Linked DNA regions of Bombyx mori: region 2 is linked to region 1. The links are chromatin contacts, called in public Hi-C maps. All regions are on one chromosome and are shown on one strand. The core of a region is the stretch at or near the end of the contact, and the rest is flanking DNA. Distances in the headings are between cores, read along the strand shown. Region 1 overlaps Hnf-4 (hepatocyte nuclear factor 4). Region 2 overlaps Hnf-4 (hepatocyte nuclear factor 4).

The links. Hi-C and Micro-C count contacts between places; a contact is called where the count stands out from the background.
Region 2: a Hi-C map of posterior silk gland shows a contact between it and region 1, with 1.5 times the contacts expected there. The contact joins two enhancer-like sites. A contact is called at or near these places in 3 of 7 Hi-C or Micro-C datasets (midgut, posterior silk gland and an unstated tissue).

The regions. Positions count from the first base shown.
Region 1 is chr19:5,104,636-5,110,845 of ASM3026992v2, forward strand. Hnf-4 (hepatocyte nuclear factor 4) reads right to left here. Exons shown (of 9, transcript NM_001044009.1): 4 at 5,952-6,079; 5 at 4,512-4,658; 6 at 907-1,027. Among protein-coding and RNA genes, the nearest start is that of LOC101745448, 29 kb to the left of the region's middle. Within about 2 kb of position 4,101, at least 1 of the 8 cell types and tissues checked has open chromatin away from gene starts, as enhancers often do.
Region 2 is chr19:5,142,505-5,148,732 of ASM3026992v2, forward strand. The region is part of intron 1 of Hnf-4 (hepatocyte nuclear factor 4); the gene reads right to left. Among protein-coding and RNA genes, the nearest start is that of LOC134200666, 24 kb to the right of the region's middle. Within about 2 kb of position 4,722, at least 3 of the 8 cell types and tissues checked have open chromatin away from gene starts, as enhancers often do.

The DNA.
Region 1 (6,210 bases), core at 2,851-5,350:
GGCTTTAAAAAAAATATTTTCCTTTTTAAAAGCTTGCAGCATTCTACATTATGGAGTTAATAAGAGTATTACTAAAATATGTTCTATTGTAAACTAAAATAAATTCCACATTTTTCTAACACTACACTGCAATGGGTTATCATATCGCTAATAGCGATCTCTTTCAGACAACTCACAGAATCATATGGGAGAGACGCACGATGTTTATAGTACGACAAAATAAAATATCAAATTGATACAATTAAATATAGTATTTTAAATTACTACATTTCGGTCCCATTATTAAACATAATACACATATTATTATGTATGTACGTAACATAAACAACTCTGGACAAATATGTAAATAAATGCATATAATCAGGAGTTGGACCGGACGACCGAATAAGTTTTGCAAAGCCTAGTTGGTTCTTTACACAAAAGCTTCCACAATATTGCATAGTTTTAGCAATGCATAGTTAGCAAATTGCATAGTTTTAGCGTTTCGGTTTGAAGGGTGGGGCAGCTGTTGTAACTATACTTGAGACCTTAGAACTTATATCACAAGGTGGGTGGCGCATTCAGGTTGTGGATGTCTATGGGCTCCAGTAACCACTTAACACCAGGTGGGCTGTGACCTCGTCCACCCACCTCAGCAATAAAAAGAAAACAAATAGTTTACTTGGCGACCAAATTACCTTAAATTATTGTAGATTACAATTTAAACAGCCGATGTGATTATTGAGAATAAGGAAAAAAGAATCACTACATAAAAATTCGTGTATACGAGCGATTTTCGCAAAAACTAAATCACGCCTTATGACCTTATGGTAGTGACAACAATTTTAAAAGTATGCGGATTCAAATGCAGGCAGTTGTGTTAGAAAACTGACGGAACAAGTTTGTTTGTTTGTGACAAGAGCTCACCGATGTTGTGCTTCGTGATGATGCAGTTGTTCCCGAGCAGCAGTATGTCCTTGAGGTGCAGCGAGCGACGCGCGCAGCCCAGCAGCAGGTGCTCGCCGGCGTGAGCACGCAGCAACGCCACCTGCACGCAAGCGAATAAACATTGAGCCCACTCAATCTATGGAGGGTAGAGGTAAGGAGAATCGTCTCACATGGTAGAAGCTCGTCATTGTGGCCTAAAGGATAAGACGTCCGGTGCATTCGTGTTGAGCGATGCACCGGTGTTCGAATCCCGCAGGCGGGTACCAATTTTTCTAATGAAATACGTACTCAACAAAATATGTTCACGATTGACTTCCTCGGTGAAGGAATAACATCGTGTAATAAAAATCAAACCCGCAAAATTATAATTTGCGTAATTACTGGTGGTAGGACATCTTGTGAGTCCGTACGAGTAGGTACCACCACCCCGCCTATTTCTGCCGTGAAGCAGTGATGCGTTTCGGTTTGAAGGGTGGGGCAGCTGTTGTAACTATACTTGAGACCTTAGAACTTATATCTCAAGGTGGGTGGCGCAGTTACGTCTTAGATGTCTATGGGCTCCGGTGACTACTTAACATCAGGTGGGCTGTGAGCTCGTCCACCTATCAAGCAATAAAAAATATATATATATTTCATTCAATGGATACAGGAAGAACTGAACTTAACCACTTCTTTCATTAATGTAGCACAAGCGTATACTTGTTGTTTGATTTAATCATCAAAAAGCTTACTTAATAGTCTATAAAATAGTAGTCTGTTTTATATTTCATTAAGGTGATTTTTTTTAATCTCAGGGGCTGTAAGCTCGTCCACCCATCTAAGCAATAAATAAATAAAAAAGGTTGAAAAAGTGTCCCACTTTCAGCACTGAATAGTAATTCAAAAATCCTCCAGAATGGCGCTAGCGTAGGCATAGGGTATGATATGAATTGAGCAGTTGTTAACTAATTGAAGTATGCTGAGTTATTTGAAGTTGAAATTTAATATATTTAATGACTAAAGTAGTTAGTGACAGTGTAATATACAAGACCTCAGATGTTTACGTAGTCCAAACTAATTTCGTTAAAATAATCTAAAATTATTGCTGTGGTAAAAGTGGAGACATCGATTGCATTTTCTTATCAGCTTTCAATAAAATACTTTTTTTGATTTTGTAGTGCCTACAGTTCTTTCGTCCTTTTTTAGTTTTCTATCTTATTCTAATAACTTTCAGCGCCTTTTTTAAAATTTACCCGGTTGCTACTGTAGCGCCACCCTTATTTAGCAGATATTAACGGGCACTTTTCACACACAGAGACGGTTTTCCTTACCTCTACCCTCCATGACTCAATCGAACGGATAACACGACCGGTGTATGCAAATATCTTAATATATAAAAATTACGTGTCACGTTGTTTGTCCGCGATGGACACCTAAACTAATGTACCGATTTTAATTGTTCTTTTTTTTAAATATGTGTTTTGTTTCAATTTAGGCCATAGGATGGTTTTTATTTCATTATATACACTATAATGTATTTGACACACACACGCATGCATATTATTTGTTTACTGTCAAACTTTTCTTATTGCTTATAGTCTGTGGTCAAGTTACTGTTTTACTTAACAATATATGCATTTTTAGAAAAGCTGCATACTGAAGTAAGTAAAAATATGCAACGATATTGCAGCTCGTATATGCTGTAAATTCCCTGCGTTAACGCGGTTAGATGTTTATCGGAGCACGTCAAAGGTTAACAAACAACTCCCTTGATTGTATTAAAACTCATTAATTAGAAAGGAAACGTGATTATCATTATGTTAAATTTGGTTCAAAACATTTCGATTAGAGAGCAGTATTTATACCTTACTAGCCGTTTCCCGCGGCTTCGTTCGCTCGATCACGAAAAAGTGTCTGTTTTTTTTCCTACCTAATCGTTGGTAGCCTAAAGTGCCAACCAACTACTGATACCATCTACCATCAGTAGGAGAGCAATGTGGCTCAACCTGAAAGCATTGCTTAAAAGTGGCCCAACTAAGAGCAGTGCTTCGCAGAATTTACCACCGGATCGGAAACACGACCCACTGAGAAGATCCGGCGAGAAACTCAGCGGGTTAAGTGACAATTTCCAATGGGAATGAGATGTTTTCGTGATATGTAGCCTATGTCCACTCCTGACCTAATATAATATTAACTGATTAAAAAAAAAAAAAAAAAAAAAACAGCGTAGCTTCGTTTCAACGTGAAAGTAGGACAAACAAACAAAGTAACAACATTCATAATCTCTATATATAAAAATGAATTGCTGTTCGTTAATCTCGCTAAAACTCCAGAACGGCTGGACCGACTTGGCTAATTTTGGTCTTGAGTTATTCGTGGAAGTCCAGGGAAGGTTTAAAAGGTGAGAAAATATAAAAAAAAAAAAAAAAACTACGAATTATATAAAAACAAACAATTTTGTTTTTCTTTTGATGTGTCCCCTTGATGTGTCTTTTATTTATCGATTGAGGCACTACGAAGTCTGCCGGGTCAGCTAGTATCAAATAAATAATAATGTCAGTACCTATGTAGGTATGGATTTATTTATTAATTTTATTTTTATTGTCACGTGTACTTAACACGGGATATGTTCACGGGTACTCTCGGTTGGCAGGTTGTCAACGCACTGACATTATTGATCACATGACCGGTAAGAAGTTTGTTTCGATCGCGGCTGATATTAATCGAATTATTATTAATCCTTTCATTGCCCGTGAAGTTCCAAAAAGTTTTTATTCGATTAATTACTCGTTTCAAGAGTGAAATGACGTCAAGTTGTAAAATTTTCATGTGCCGATAAGGCCGTATGTCGGCATTGGAACATACACTAAAATGAGCCTTATGCCGTTCGCCCAAGCTTTCAATCATCGCAGAGTAGTAAGTCAAAAAACTTTAGAGGGGCCAGCAAGAGATTATTTTATTTACTAAGCCACCCGGCTTAATAAATAAAATAATTTCTCGGTCCCCGGTCATCGTTCTCGTCGAACCCGTCTCTTGTGACGAAGGGTTCGGCGAGTAAATTAACCCACAGACACAGTCCACTGAGTTTCTCGCCGGATTTTCTGTGGGTCGAGTTTCCGGTCCGGTGGTAAATTCTGCAAAGCTTTGCTCTTGCTAGGCTAGTGTTAGCAACGTCGTCAGGTTAGAGCCGCGTGACATAGCATCTCAAGGCTACCAGCTTAGGTAGTAAAAAAAAACCCGGTCATATACACTGCGGGTTTGAGCTACAGAATGTCATTGTCATTAGCCTAAATACGTGTTTATTACTGGACACAAGCTTCTTCCAAAATTCACTACAATGACCTGTCGTTTATCAGGATAACCCTGTGTACCTAGCTTATGGTTCTTGGTTCGATTGCAAGCTATACCTCTCCGAGTATACCTCTCTCAATTTCTTTTCAGTTTAATTCTGATAAGTCCCATTCTGAACTGCTAACTCACTCAGAGTTACTCGTGTGTAACTGATATGTCTTGACTCACTGCAGTATTTCGGGATAAAAATTACGAAACTTACCAAAAATCTAAAATAGAACGTATTTGTTGGATATTATTAGAGTTCAATTTACCTGATCGTCGAGGTGTAGCTCCGTGAAGGCGGGTATGTATTTAGCCCACTCCACCAATATGAGTAGTTGCTGTTTTATCGAATCGCATACATCGTTGATCTTTGCTAGCTTCCTATTGTTTATTTCGGCGTCGCTCACGTTTACAGTCTGCAAACGAGAAATGGATAAAACATAAAGAAAATTATCGCTTTGGTTAGTAGATTCTCGACTAATACGCAAGCCTGTACGGAAAATGCCGTAAAAACTTAAAATGCTTCATGATATAATCTTATACTTTCGAGAAAAATGTTTAAGATTATATTATGCCTATATTAAGGTGTGTTATCTATACTAATATTAGAAAGCTGATGAGTTTGTTTGTTTGAACGCGCTAATCTCAGGAACTATTGGTCAGATTTGAAAATTCTTTCAGTGTTAGATGGCCCATTTCTGAGGAAGGCTATAGGCTATATAACATCACTCTTAGATCAATACAAGTGGAGCACCAATAAAGAAGGTTTCAAAATAGGGGTTTAAATAGCTCCTTAACATTCTATAATTCAAAAATATCTTCCTTTTCTACGTAAATGAAGTGGGGAGTAAAATTTAGCGTTATGCCAAAGTAACCATTCCACGCGGACGGAGTGGCGGGCAAAAGCTAGTATGTAATAAAGTATGAACAAGTTTTATATAAAGAAAACAAGGTGCACGGATTAAATTGAAAATTTTCATACCTATGAAAGATTGATTATAGTAAATTTGTTTCCGGTCAATGGCCTAATTTCTGACCAAGATGCACATATCAAAAACTTTTTAGTTCGACTTGCAATTACAGTATCTCGTTTTAGTCAGACTCAACAATAACAAACAATAATTAGGAACAACATCGTGTAATAAAAATGAAAACCGCAAAATTATAATTTGCGTAATTACTGGTGGTAGGACCTCTTCTGAGTCCGCACCGGTAGGTACCACCACCCTGCCTATTTCTACCGCGAAGCAGTAATGCGTTTCGGCTTGAAGGGTGGGGCGGGGCAGCCGTTGTAACTATACTGAGACTTTAGAACTTGTATCTCAAGTTGGGTAGCGCATTTACGTTGTAGATGTCTATGGGCTCCAGTTTTTCACTGGTGGTAGGACCTCTTGTGAGTCCGCACGGGTAGGTACCACCACCCCGCCTATTTCTGCCGTGAAGCAGTAATACGTTTCAGTTTGAAGGGTGGGGCAGCCGTTGTAACTATACTGAGACTTTGGAACTTATATCTCAAGTTGGGTGGCGCATTTACGTTGTAGATGTTTATAGGCTCCAGTAACCACTTAACACCAGGTGGGCTGTGAGCTCGTCCACCAATCTAAGCAATAAAAAAAAAGTAACCACTTAACACCAAGTGGGCTGTGAGCCCGTCCACCCATATAAGCAATAAAAAAAAAACTTATAGCGAGCTTTAATGAATCACGCACCTCGTCAATGACTTTTCTACTCAGGAGTTCAGCGTTGAGGAGCGATACAACAGATAGACCGTTGGCCTGCGTCGGTTCTTCGTAAGAAGGTCGCCTGCAGTTGATCCTGTCCCTTTCGTTTTGAACAGCTGAAAAAAAACATTAGAATTGAACACAACCGACAGATGACAACATAAACCCTAACGGATTCATGGGAACCGCTCAATCGAGGTGTCATTAGTATTCCCTTGTGTGTTTATGTACCACAGCGACCTGCCCT
Region 2 (6,228 bases), core at 3,472-5,971, 38 kb after region 1:
TAACACCAAAACCTATTTCAAAACACCACGCGTAACATGGTTGATATGAACAAACCAAATTAATCTCTGCAAATGATAAAACGATGATACAAGTTTAAGAATGATTCTTTTTTAATCAAAACAGAAAATCAAGCAAACAGAAAGAAATAGGTAAAATAAAGAGACAACGTCAAAAGCCAAGAATAAAAAAACTACATCAGCTATCAAAATAGCAAAGAGGTCCGCAACAATCGAAATGACAATTTTTTTTAAAATCGAATATTGGCAGTGTGAACAAACTAAAAACCGTAAAAAGAACATGCAAATCATAACTGAAATATACCGATCCTCCCACCTAGGTATATGTATATCTGCTTGTCGACCGATTTTCGTTTGATTTGTTTTATACGAATCGAAGTTGTCTTTGGTTTATTTATGCCAACAAAAATATTATATTGCCAGCTTTTTTTTCCGTCATAATATTGATAAAGAAACTAACGTGACAATATGATACATACATAAACCGGTTTTAAATCTTGCGGTGTCGGTAATCTTGGTCGAACTTCGATAATTGGCCGAACACTAGTATTAACGAAAATAATTTTTTTGAGCGTACAAAAGAAGATGCTTTTAGACTACGCTATAAAATAATAGCATATAGCATATATAGCTCATCGCACAATTATATCGCGCACCATACATTGTTATGGACACGGTCACTTTTTTTTTCTACCTCAGCTGATGGTCTGGAGAAACCATTTCGGCGTAACCTTAACTAGTATGTGAGCTTACGGGGCTCACACCGAGAGTGTTGCTAAAACTGGCCCTGTCAAGAGCAGTGCTTCGCAGAATCTATCACCGGATCGGAAACGCGACCCACTGAGAAGATCCGGCGAGAAACTCAGTGGGCTAAGTATGTCTATTGGTTAATTTACTCGTCAAGCCATGAAAAACATGAAAAACCTTTTAGCTAATTTGCTTAAGGATTAAATATTTTATACACCAAAAGATATTAAATATAATAGTATCTCTAATCTGCAGATATTAAATAAATAGATAATAACTAAACAAATAGATGAAAATATATCTAATCTACTGAGATTAGATGATGAGAAGAATGATTTTATCAATTTTTTAAATCATTATTTTTTTAATATTATAGATAATACATATCAAATACTAATGTGTAATAATAATAAAAACGTACTACATACTATACGAAATCGTTTGTGCAACGCACTTTCAATAAAGAATAAGTATTTTTGTTGGTTTTTCATATTACTCATTCTGAGATAATGTACTATGTATAATAATCGCAGTTACACGCCGTATATTTACCTACATATTAATTTACATTCGTCATGCTGACTTTTCAATAATAAAACGACAGACCTCATGTTCATTAAACATATTTACCGATGTACTTAGAGTAGTTCTATTGAATCGAAGCGTCCTTGGCCGAAAGCCGGCGCAACCTTCCGAGAGTATTGGGATTCTTGAGGTCGATATATCGAGCGTTGTTTAGAATCAGTCAATTAAAAGGTACCGACGTTTTCGCTTCTGAAATGTTGATATTCTTAACGTACAGAATAATTACGATCTTATCACTATGAGTTATTGGAGATTTATAAGTTCGTTATAATAAGTCTCTCGCAAAGTGTCGTGGATTGGGAGAGGCCTATGTCCAGCAGTGGACGACTGTGGGCTGTTGAAGAAGATGATGATGATTAAAGTGTTATTCATATTATCTATACTAATATTATAAAGCTGAAGAGTTTGTTTGTTTGAACGCGCTAATCTCAGAAACTACTGGTCCGATTTGAAAAATTCTTTCAGTGTCAGATAGGAGATTTATTGAGGGAGGCTATTATAGGCTATATAACATCACGGTAAGACCTATACAAGTGGAGGACCAATAAAGAATCTTTCAAATGTTTTCACTTTCTACGTAAATGAAGTGGGGGTAACATTTAGCGTTATGCCGAAGTAATTATTCCACGCGGATGGAATCGCGGGCAAAAGCTAGTTAAAGCATAAGACTACATAAATAACAATTTTATGTTTGACAAAGAACTGGTCCATTCGAAACCACTCCCAGGAGTGTCGTTCGGATGGCCAATAATCTCTTCGTCACCAATTATTTGAAACCTCCGCGTATAGAACGGGCCGTACGCTGGTTCGTCTGCCTACAGTGGCAGTAAAAAAAGTCTGCAATAAATAAGCACTTAGGAAATTTTCACGAAATATTACCACATTTAAACATAATTTAATGAAAACCAAAACTATAATGAATGCATAATTACCCGTGACAGGGGGTTGCTGTGTTTGTACGGTTATTATCATAAAACTAATAATCCAATCACCATTCAATCAATTGTACATTTTAGTGGGTAAATGAGGGTAAATGATAATCTATTTACTCACAAAGGGCAGTGTATGTGGCGATTTAGTAATAGACATTTTATAAATAGAAAAATAATCATTGTTTACTTCACATCTTGTATACTTAGTTTATCGATTAGCTTAATGAAGTAATTTAAATCCATGAAGAATTGGGTAAACCCAGATACAAATTTAGGGTGAACTTTGTTACTGGATAAATGAAGCAGTCTCGCTCAGGTCAAACTGCTATAACGTCATAAAATGATTCTAATTTTTACAGACTAACCGCTGGTTTTACTGAACCAGAGTTCAGTAGAATGTGGTCGTCAGGTAAGAACGTACTCAAGTGAAAGATATTCTCACAGATGCGTCAAATGCAGAAGTGAAGTGAACATCGTGCCCATTTCAATGAACAGTCCTATACACCCAAATCTTCTACATATTTAACATTTCAACATATTTTGAGGATGCTTGAAATCTATCTTTTATAACAGACAAATAAATAATGAAGAAGAATCGCGCGAATGTAACAGGCTTCTTGCAAGAGATGTTGCGGATACAAATTTAGGGTGAACCTTTTTACTGGGTAAATGAAGCAGTTTCGCTCAGACCAAGCTGCCATAACGTCATAAAATGATTCTAATTGCTTACAGACTACCCACTTTTTTACTAGAGTTCCTTTACATTATAGTTACTTCATATGCTGTGTATGAAACACGATCTACGTGCGGCACAATGCGGTCGTCAGGTAAGGAAGTACCCAAGTGAAAGATATTCTCATAAACGCGTCAGATGCCGAACTGAACATTGTTCCCACCACAATCAACAGTCCTATCCACCCAAATCTACTGCATATTTAAAATTTTGAGGATCCTTGAAATCAATCTTTTATAACAAACAAATAGAGAATGAAAACGAATCATGCGAATGTAACAGGCTTCCTGCTAGAGATATTGCGGAAACAAACAAGAGTGAGTCAATTTTTTTACAAATTTAAAAATAGGTTTTATATCTGTCAGCGAACGACATCACTATCGTGAACTTTTATCTTAACTGTGTGTACTAACTATTCAACTCAATGGGGAAATGTTTAACGTAAATGCGTTTATTTGGAGTCACCAATAATTCCAATGAGGTCATCGGTGGCGTAGTTCGGAAGAGGACTGTGGACGGATGAGCCAGAGTGGTAAGGGAGGATGCGCACTTAGGTTATGTGATCGAAAGACGACGTCTGGACTCAAGTTACGTTGGACCTTCTGCGTGAACTGATTTAAATGAATTAATGTCATATGTTATTATTGCCAGTTGTTATGTTTCTTTGACGGTAAACAATAAAAGTTATTGAATTGTAATTGATGTAACACGTTTTCTCGATGCTTTTACAGCACCTATGATGAACGAACACATGTATACAAACATACGGTTCTCATTCTGATATATCAAATATGTTTCATGAAATTTATTTAGTTATTTTAGCACCGTGAAGCATGTAATTATTAACCGTACAAAAGAATTGTATTCATTTCAACAAGTTCTTGGATGGTGACCAGGAAACGGCAGCCGTAGTTTCGGTCGCCCCCGGTCAGATGGAGCTACTTTTTTTTTTCCTACCTAATCTGATAGCCTTGAGAGGCTATATCAGCGTCGCCTTAACTAGTAGGTGAGCTCACGGGGCTTAAACCTGATGACGTTGCTAACACGAACCCTAGCAAGAGCCGTGCTTCGCAGAATCAACCACCGGATCGGAAATGCGACACACAGAAGATCCGGCGAGAAGGTCAGTGGGCTGATGGAGCTACCACTTATTATACGAAAAGCGGCTGGATGAAACTGGAGAAGAGAAGAGCTAAAAATTAGCTCAGTGACGCGCTTTAAAAGGGGACTATGTCCGACAGTGTACTAAACTGGGTTGTTGTTGATGATAATTGCCAATCGAAGCCTTGTAAAATTTTATCTAGGTAATCTTGTGGGCCACTTATTAATCCTGTAGTAACGTTTGTACTAATTAGTAAAATTACAAAAACTAACATATCTCATTTAATAGCCAATTGAACTACAAATTTTCAAAATAAAATTAGTTTCCGAAAAAAAAATTCAATCAATGGAATATTTTGTGTTTATTTATATACCAGCATTTATCTGCCTTGAATAAACTTCCCATGCATCGTTATGATAATTTTAAACTTGTTGAACAAAAAATTTGTAAATAGTAATTGGTAAAATTTGTTATCTGCGTGACTAACAACAGTCAAATTCGTTAATTTATTTCCTTTATTAGAATTACTATGTACAGTAGTATTGGAAATTAGATATGTTTACTTTGGACTGTCGTTCTGCGTATGTCAGGGAATCCCAGACTTCAAGGTTTGACTAACTAGACTAATATCGTCACTCATTCAAACTTATATTAATAGCCGCTTAATGTTCGTCTTGAACCGATTCAAAGTTAAACATCACAAAATGTCATTAGTATAATAATATTGACACATTCGTTTACATATTTGTCGTTACACCTAATGCTTTAAGCTCTTGTATTTTTATTGTCACTAGAGGTCCCGCAGTAGTCCAAATTCGACTATAATTAATTGGAATTCTAAGTTTGTACACTATTATGATTGTATTTTATACTTCTATAATCACAAATTTCGCCAAGACTACACTATAAAAAATATTAACAAAGATAAACAATATTTAATCTATTCTCAATTTGACAACAGACGTCAAGAACAAAAGTTTGACAATAAATAGTATGCATGCGTGTGTGCGTCAAATACATGGTATGTAGTGTGTGTAATGTTTTCTTTATTGATTTAATCTATCTTTTATGAATTATTTTGAAAAAATATTAGCATTGTGCACTTCTCTGTATTTTCTATAAGTTATAAATTTCATACTCCTCCGTCCGCGCAATTTTCGTAAAAAGGGATACAAAGTTTTTGCTTCACGTATTAATATATAGACTAGTGACCCCGCAGTAGTCGAGATTCGACTATAATTAATTGAAATTATAAGTCTAAACATTATTATGGTTCTATTTTCAAACACTATTATATTTCGATCACGATGTGATTATATCACAGTATTCGCCAAAACTGAACTATAGATCAATAATATTAAAGACAAACAATATTAATATATTTTCAATTCGACCACAGACTTTAAACAATAACAAAAGTTTCCCAATTGACAGTAAACAAAGAGTATATTTGTATGCATGTGTTGTGTCAAATACATGGTAGTGTGTGTAATGTTTTCTTTATTGATTTAAAGAATCTTTTACGTATTATTTTTAAAAAACATTTAGCATTGTGCACTGTCTCTATATATTCTCTATAAGTGTGAGATATTTCATACTCCTCCGTCCGCGCAATTTTCGTAAAAAGGGGTACAAAGTTTTTGCTTCACGTAATTCATATATTGATACATATAAAGTAATTATTGAAATTCAATTTAAGCTCCAACCTGGAGAATGGATGCATCCTTATGTGTGACATTTATGGAGTGCACGGCCCAGCTCTTCTGCCCTTGTCGGCCAATAAAAAATAATCCCGTTTTGTTTGCTATCCATGGATGCATTCCATCCAAATATATATTAATTGCGAGTAACCTGTTCGTCCGTGAACGACGCGACGTTGCGTATACGAGTTTCAATAGTTAACCGATGACCTAAATAAAATGGGACCATCAACATAGTAGTTGAGTACGTTATTCTAAGGTCAATTGGTTAAAAGGGAAGACGGGGACCTTCTTGTTCATGAATTTGTATCGCTGTGTAATCTTGAATCAAGTGTTGGAGTTACGTGATGGTATATGGTAGTTGAACCTAGGATTTTCTCGCAGAACGTCTGATTCCATTCTGAAACATTG